2 separate regions of the Ovis aries genome follow, and region 2 is linked to region 1. Evidence: chromatin contacts called from public Hi-C data. All regions are on one chromosome and are shown on one strand. The core of a region is the stretch at or near the end of the contact, and the rest is flanking DNA. Distances in the headings are between cores, read along the strand shown.

Region 1 (4,315 bases), core at 500-2,999:
ATACTTGGATTAGTCCCTGTGTTCACGGACTAAGTAGACTGTTATAACCAATTTCTCAAAAGAAAGTAGACATTTCATATTAATCTTTAGGATGCACACGCACACCCCCTCTCTAAGTCTGAGAAATGGCTAAGTGAACAGGATAATGTAAAACGCGCATCCCCGAGCGGCCTGAAAGGATACAGACATAGAGGACTGCCATGAAGAAGTGGGGGGCCACCCCGATGTGGGCCCTCCTCCGCTCCTTGGGCTCTGTGGCTGTCCAGTACAGAGCGTCTAATATATCTTGCCCAAAGGAGGAAAACAGGCGATCTGCTACCTAAAGAGAAAAATTAAGGAAGCGCGTTTCTTACTATGCTGTCGGTACATCTTATTAAACTTCAGAGGTAACACAAACACCACAGGAGATAAGCTCCAAGAGAGACAGGAGCTTTGTTTACTTACTCGTTCACATTTTCTCATTCTCTGACACACACGGAGCGCCCAGGTGTTGTACTAACTGAATTAGAATTTGTCTAACTAGCCATGTTTGTAACAAGGAAAATCTTAGTCATAAAAATAAAAGGCAGACGACACATCAAAATCATAGTTCTTCTGGCTTTAACTCTTTGAATTTAAATTCAGGACTCAAACTTTTAAGGACAAATATATCACTTGACCCATTCTCCTCATACCTAATATTGGTAAGTAAGAATAGCTGTGATTTGTTTGAAGTTTACCGTATAAGAATATAATAAGCAAATTTATTCCTGGAAGACATTTTCGAGTACTCATCTCCATGAATGTAGTCCAATAGATAAAGAGAAGCACATAAAAAAGAAAAAAAGGAGGGCTATCATTCAGGATTCAGTTGGAATGTCACATTCTGAGACAGGACGTTCCTGGCCTATCCAACCTCTGTGGCTCCTGTGGTCTCCAAAGCATCATCCTGTTCCTCTTTATCACGGTATTTATCACTGCCTCTCTCCCACCTGTGGAATATTAGCCAGGGGACTAGGCTTGTCCACCTCAGGCTCTTCGGGATCTCAGCATCCAGGAAGTGTTGATTAAACATTTGCCAAATGAAGAAATGATAGCTATCATTGAGGGCGCTCCCACCACACGCCTGGCTTGTGCTAAGCTCCTTCTATTCGCTGTCTCATGGAAACCTTGCAATTCTCCTAATGTCTCCATCTCACAGGCGACAAGCTGAAGAGCAGAGTCACTCAGCAGCTGGCCGCACGTGCAGGATAACCAGGATTGGAGGGAGTTATCTCTAGACTAGAGCTTGGACTCTGCTCCACTGCGCTTAAACTACATCATCAACTGTAGTCTACAGAGTGAGTGAGTATTTAAACCACCGGGATCAGCAATTCATGGATCCTCCTGCTTGGCCTACTTCCTGATAACAGCAACAGCAGCACCTTGTGGGCGGCGCTGTACAACAGGAGGCGCCTATCTTAAGTTTTGGGGGGAGGGAGAAGCCTGGTCAGCTGCAATCCCCCCAGGGAGGAGGCAGCGGGACTTGACAAGGAGAGCTACCCACATGGCCAAAGGGGACAGAAGGCCTGGGCTTTTCTTTGATGGGAGTGAGGGGAGCGCACGGACAGCTACTCTGCTTCACAAACCCAGCCAAACCCACTGTCACATCTCACCTGACCTGGCAAAGCAGGCGTGCGGCAACGAGCCTGCACCAGGGAGCTGGGGTGTGGTTCCAACACATCTCAGTCGATGAATTTAGAAGCAAACAGGATGGCTAGAGTGTGTGGTTTTGTGAAGAGACAGGAAGTCCCCACCTATCACACCCAGGCAGTGGCACAGCAGAGGGGCCAGTAGTCCCACATCACCCCACGTGTCCACCACACGTCAGGAAAACCCACTGCAGACATGACTTTGCCCACAAAGGTCCGTTTAGTCAAGGCTATGGTTTTTCCAGTAGTCACATACAGATGTCAGAGTCGGACTACAAAGAAAGCTGGATGCCAAAGAATTGATGCTTCTGAACTGTGGTGTTGGAGAAGACTCCTGAGAGCCCCTTGGACCGCAAGGAGATCCAACCAGCCCCTTCTAAAGGAGATCAGTCCTAGGTGTTCATTGGAAGGACTGATGCTAAAGCTGAAACTCCAATACTCTGGCCACCTGATGTGAAGAACTGACTCATTGGAAAAGACCCTGATGCTGGGAAAGATTGAAGGCAGGAGAAGGGGACGACAGAGGATGAGATGGTTGGATGGCATCACCAACTTGATGGACTTGAGTTTGAGTAGGTGCTGGAGTTGGTGATGGACAGGGAAGCCTGACATGCTTCAGTCCATGGGGTCGCAAAGAGTCGGACGTGACTGAGCTGAACTGAGTCTAAGAGACAGGGAGACTTACTGGTGTCCCCAAAAAGCAGTACAGAAAAGTACAAACTGAATCTTAAAGGTTAATGACATAACCCAGGTTAGTTTACTATTTAAAAAAACCTTGAGATTCTGCCTAAAAGGAAAGTGGTTTTCTACTGTGCACTTTGCGTAACTGTTTATTTCTTACATAAATGCCGATTTTCACAGGACGACTACTTTAAAGTGTAGTGTACTTTGAAGACATATTGTATTAAAAGTGTTAAATACTTAGAGAAACTGGGAAATCGTTTACTTGTTCTGTGTGAAAATTTAAAAGCAATTTAAAATATAAATCTACTATAGCCAATAAACACATAATCCTAAAAATCTCTTCATAAGATTTACAGTTCTAACAGAAAGCACACACAGGTTTCCAATGAATCGAGACAATACTCCCCTGTCATCTGACAGTTTACACTCTCAAGGGGGCACTGACTCCAAAAGGTCTAGACGGCCGGTCGCCCTCCTCCCCACGGGAGGACACGATGCCCTGCGGACCGGCTGCCCCCAGTGTGTCCTGGGACGCACAGGCACCATCTTGTTAGAGGGATTCTAAATCAGAACGTGCGTTCTCAGAAGGCCACCCCTGATGGTACGAAGCCGAGGCTGGAGGCACGGCTGGCAGAGCCGGCGGGAAGCTGTCCCGTGCAGGCCGCCAGGCGCCGTGGGCCGGGCCTGCCGGGCTCACCTCGAGCATGTTGTAGATGATGTACAGCTTGATGACCGACTGCCCCCGGATCAGGTGATACATCATGGAATAGTCCACGTAGTGCATCATGAAGTAGCAGATGACCAAGATGACCCCCTTCAGGATGTCACACACCTGGGCGGGCTGAAGCACACGTCTGTCCCTGAAACAGATGAGAAGTAACAGACGGTGAGTTTCACCTTCCGTGCTCTTGAATAAATCATCTTTACGGGAGAGGCAGTGGCAAACAAAGGGAACAGCCAACAAAAACTTCACGTTAACGAGGAAAGTTATGCTGACTGCTCAACAGTAGCACATTTCCTGCCCAGGTCGAGAATATGAAGATACTAGACCAGAATTACAATGAGAGGAAGTGGGAACCTTAGCGAGTGACCGCAGAGGGCAGGTGGCTGCTGGCCGAGCGCCTGGAAGCAAGGGGTTTCCACAATGAGGACACAGGTCTCCCAGCTCATCAGGATCCCGGGATTCATGGGCGCGGCGCTTCTGACACAGGGACAGCGTTCTACGCTACTTTCCATGATCAGTTCTTACAGACAGCACAGTGTTCCACTGCGTGGATGCATCATAATTTAACAACACCGACAGATTCCCAGCCTTTTGCAACTATAAACCATGATGTAAATAAGGTACATGTCATACCTCGTAAGTGAAAACACATTCATAGGATAAAGTCTTAAAACTGGAATCTCACGTTCTTTACGCTCACTTGTCCTTCTGGTAATACCTGTGCTGCCCTCTGCAGGAGCTGTACCAATTTACACTTGCACCAGACGCCTGGAAGCTCACGTGCATCCATGCAGGGACGCTGGCTAATGCCACTGGTGGGAATCCAGTTCAGCAGTTTCACTGTTGATTTCCCTCACTAGAACACTGACATAGTCTTCATATATTTATCTATACTTTCTGTGAATTCTCTCCTCATATCTTCTTCTTACTAGTTTGTAGGATGGTTGTTATATTACAAACATTAGCCCTCTGCAACATGAGTTGGAAATACAGCTGCCCCTTGAATAACATGGGTTTGAACTGTACGGGTCCACTTATACGTGGATTTTTTTCAATAAATACGTTACTTCAGCACTACGGGACCTACAGTTGGTTGAGTCCATGGATGAGGAAACACAGATAGAGAGGAGTCCTGGATACAGAGGGACCATGGATATGGCAGGCTCTACAGTGCACGTGGGGCTGGTACCCCAACCCTCAGGGGCTCAAGTGCTGACGATGGTTTTTCCCCCTAATT
Region 2 (4,315 bases), core at 1,333-3,832, 96 kb after region 1:
GATCACAATAAAATGTGGAAAATTCTGAAAAAGATGGGAATACAGACCACCTGACCTGCCTCTTGAGAAACCTATATGCAGGTCAGGAAGCAACAGTTAGAACTGGACATGGAACAACAGACTGGTTCCAAATAGGAAAAGGAGTACATCAAGGCTGTATATTGTCACCCTGCTTATTTAACTTCTGTGCAGAGTACATCATGAGAAACGCTGGACTGGAAGAAGCACAAGCTGGAATCAAGATTGCTGGGAGAAATATCAATAACCTCAGATATGCAGATGACACCACCCTTATGGCAGAAAGTGAAGAGGAACTCAAAAGCCTCTTGATGAAAGTGAAAGTGGAGAATGAAAAAGTTGGCTTAAAGCTCAACATTCAGAAAACGAAGATCATGGCATCTGGTCCCATCACTTCATGGGAAATAGATGGGGAAACAGTGGAAACAGTGTCAGACTTTATTTTTTGGGCTCCAAAATCACTGCAGATGGTGACTGCAGCCATGAAATTAAAAGACGCTTACTCCTTGGAAGGAAAGCTATGACCAACCTAGATAGCATATTCAAAAGTAGAGACATTACTTTGCCAACAAAGGTCCATCTAGTCAAAGCTATGGTTTTTCCAGTAGTCATATATGGATGTGAGAGTTGGACTGTGAAGAAGGCTGAGTGACAAAGAATTGATGCTTTTGAACTGTGGTGTTGGAGAAGACTCTTGAGAGTCCCTTGGACTGCAAGGAGATCCAACCAGTCCATTCTAAAGGAGATCAGTCCTGGGTGTTCTTTGGAAGGAATGATGCTAAAGCTGAAACTGCAGTACTTTGGCCACCTCATGCGAAGAGTTGACTCATTGGAAAAGACTGTGATGCTGGGAGGGATTGGGGGCAGGAGGAGAAGGGGACAACAGAGGATGAGATGGCTGGATGACATCACTGACTCAATGGTCGTGAGTCTGAGTGAACTCCGGGAGTTGGTGATGGACAGGGAGGCCTGGCGTGCTGCGATTCATGGGGTCACAAAGAGTCGGACATGACTGAGCGACTGAACTGCACTGGTATGTAATTCCATGTACACTGAAAACATGCTTAATGAATGGTCATTATTAGCTTCTTATGGTAACAAGAGTAGTAACTCTGTGTGAGTAATCTGCTAACAGTCTCTAACAAGGTAAAATTTGGAAACTTTTATAGCAATTTTTTTTTTTTTTTTTTTTGCTTCCTTGGTGGCACAGACTAAAGAATCTGCCTGCAATGCAGGAGACCCAGGTTTGATCCCTGGGTTGGTAAGATCCCTTGGAGAAGGGAATGGCTACCCACTCCAATATTCTTACCTGAAGCATTCCATGGACAGAGGAGCCTGGCTGGCTACAATACATGGGGTCACAAAGAGTCAGATGTGACTGAGCAGCTAACTTTCACAGTTTTTCATAGCAACTTTTTACATTGCTCCAATATCTGAGAACATCATCAGTGAACTCATTTTATTTCTATAGTACTTTTTAAAAAAAAATCAGTCTGCGATGGGTTGTTGTTTTTTAGTCGCTAAGTAGCTGTGTCCAGCTCCTTTTGACCACATGGAGTGCAGCACACCAGGCTTCTTTATCCTTCACTATCCCCTGGAATTTGCTAACTCATGTCCATTGAGTCATGAGCTATGTGTGATGGGTTGGGGAAGGAAGTTTCTTCATCACAGAGAATTTGAGATGCACTAGAAAAAATGCACAGTCTCTTATCTCGGGGAACCCTGAAGATTGAAGCTCCTAAACTCAAGAGCAGAGAGGCAGTGGAATCGGGGAGCCAGACGTCATATGAGAGGTGTTGGAGAGGTTCTTCAAATGTCTTCAGTGGAGACAGATGTTGAGTACGGTTTAAGCCAGGGGCCACAGACTGAAACTCCCAGGTGGGCAGCAAAGATGAGTCATGGGGCCCGAGTCTAAAAAAAGTCCGTGTCATTTTGATATGAAACATGTACGAACATTTGTCTTGTTGTTCTCAAACTATATGGACTTCACTTTTTCATCTTCTCAATTTTTGCTGGAAATGTGTCATGGAAATAGCTCGGTGTGAACACGATTCTAAGAAACGAACAACAACAAAAACTCCAGTGCAAGTTTGATAATGAATGATAAACTTATTTAGCCAAGTGTGGCAGACAGGATTCTGAGAGTCCCGCCTCGTGTTTGTGTGCATGGCCTGCAAAAGCCATGGGACTGTCACTGTGATGTGACGTCACCCCCAGGAGTAGCTTGTGTCACAAAGCTTGGCTTTAAGGATAGGAGAGGAACTTGGATGGGCCAGCCCTATTCAGGTGAGGCCTCAAAGGGGACTGAGCTCCTTCTGGAGGGAGAGCTGGAGCATGAGTGGGGTGCTCCCTTGCTGCCTTTGAATATGCAGGCCACGCGGTAAGGAATGCTGGCGGCCAGCCGGACTTGAGACTGTTCCTGCTCAGAACCAAGAGACAAGTGGGAGTACAGGCATACGACCACACAGGACTCAGTCCCTGCCTGCACCACGTGGTCTGGGAGGGGATGAGAAAGCAGGCTGGCTGGCACACAGACGGTAGCTTCATAAGACTGTGAGCAGGAAACGCAGTCATGCTGTTCCTGGGCTTCTGACCACAGGGCTTTTGACCACAGAGGTGTCAGCTGCCCCATGAGTGCTGTTCTAAGCCTCTAAGTTTGTGTGGTCATTGTTACAAAACAATAGAAAACTAACACAGCTAGGAAGCAGACACCAGGGTCAGAGCAGATGGAAGATTCTGGAGGGCTCCTAGTTGGTTAAAGGGGGTGGCTGCCACTTGGTGCCAGCCTTCTGCTGCATGTGAAAGTATGGAGGGGATATAAGTATACTTATAGCTGATTCACGTTGTGGTACAGCAGAAACAAAGCGATTATACTGCAATTAAAAAATAAAAAAGAGAAAATATGGATTCAGTGTTTGCAGATCTGTGGGCTCTAGAGAAGCCAAGAATCTGGATTTTTGTATGAAACAGCTTGACTTTTAACATGGAAATTCTACACACACACAGAGACACACACATGAAGTCAAGGAACCGCCTTCATGCCCTGACTCTGGAATGACAGTCTGCTACCAACAGTCTTAAATTTCTAATTTGTGCGGGTATGTTTTCTTAGAGTTAAAATTCCAATTTTCATTTGTAGGTCATTCATTGCCAAGTAAAATCCAAGATCTGACTTTGAGAAAATTTCGTTATAACTGGTGTTGGTATCTATCAACAGCTCTCTTTGCTTAGAAAGTGAAAGTGAAAGTCTCTCAGTTGTGTCCGACTCTTTGTGACCCCGTGGACTGTATACTCCATGGAATTCTCTAGGCCAGAATACTGGAGTGGGTAGTCTTTCACGTCTCCAGGATATCTTCCCAACCCAGAGACTGAACCCAGGATTCCTGTATTGCAGGCGGATTCTTTGCTTAGCGGTGAATTGTTATTTCCTTTGGTTAAATATTAATGAAGAAAAGATACCTCATAGAATCCACCCTTTTTCTCCATCATACTTCAGTCTCAAGAATTTTTACCTGAAATGGAATGTGTGAATGTGTGGACTCCAATAATGCCTCTAATAAATCCAATTTCAAGTTAAGCTGAAAAAGCACTGAAGTTCTTTCTGTTGTTTCAGAAATCTTTGAGAAGCTGACATTGTTCTTAGAGTAGCTTTTCACAGTTTCATTTCTTACTTCTGTGTGATATCATTATTTGTTATTCCATGCTGCCACCTAGTGAAATAGCAGAAGGGCTGTGCAGGTGAGTTCAAATTTTGTGCTTTTTGTATCTGAATTTTGGTGAGTATTGTGATTCTCCCATATTATATAGTGGTGCTTGTGGTAAAGAGCCTGCCTAGCAATGCAAGAGACATAAAAGACGTGGGTTTGATCCTTAGTTGGGAAGATCCCCTGGAGGAGGGCATAGCAACCCACTCCAGTATTCTTGGAGACTGGGGATCAATCCCTGAGATAGGAAGGTCCCCTGGAGAAGGGACTGTCTACCCATTCCAGTATTCTTGCCTGGAGAATCCCATGGACAGAGGAGTCTGGCGGACTACAGGCCATGGTGTCGCAGAGCTGGATTTGACTGGGAGACTTTCACTTTCATACTTAGAGTGAAAGTATTGGTATAGGCTAGATTCCCTAGAAAATGAAGGGTCTATATAATATGAATGCTTTTAGTTTTTTTGAAAAAGAACTGGAGAAGGAAATGGCAACCCACTCCAGTGTTCTTGCCTGGAGAATCCCAGGGTCGGAGGAGCCTGGTGGGCTGCAGTCTATAGGGTCGCACAGAGTCGGACACGACTGAAGCGACTTAG

The links. A called contact is a pair of places that touch in the nucleus more often than the background predicts.
Region 2: a contact with region 1 is called in a Hi-C map of tail adipose tissue, with 3 times the contacts expected there. The contact joins two enhancer-like sites. A contact is called at or near these places in 5 of 16 Hi-C or Micro-C datasets (blood, hypothalamus, skin fibroblasts and 1 more).

Annotation. Positions count from the first base shown.
Region 1 is chr6:112,209,047-112,213,361 of ARS-UI_Ramb_v3.0, forward strand. TAPT1 (transmembrane anterior posterior transformation 1) reads right to left here. Exons shown (of 14, transcript XM_015096648.4): 4 at 3,052-3,214; 5 at 184-319. Among named protein-coding and RNA genes, the nearest start is that of TAPT1, 42 kb to the right of the region's middle. Within about 2 kb of position 1,750, at least 3 of the 54 cell types and tissues checked have an H3K27ac peak or open chromatin away from gene starts, as enhancers often do.
Region 2 is chr6:112,304,304-112,308,618 of ARS-UI_Ramb_v3.0, forward strand. No RefSeq gene overlaps it. Among named protein-coding and RNA genes, the nearest start is that of TAPT1, 53 kb to the left of the region's middle. Within about 2 kb of position 2,583, at least 8 of the 54 cell types and tissues checked have an H3K27ac peak or open chromatin away from gene starts, as enhancers often do.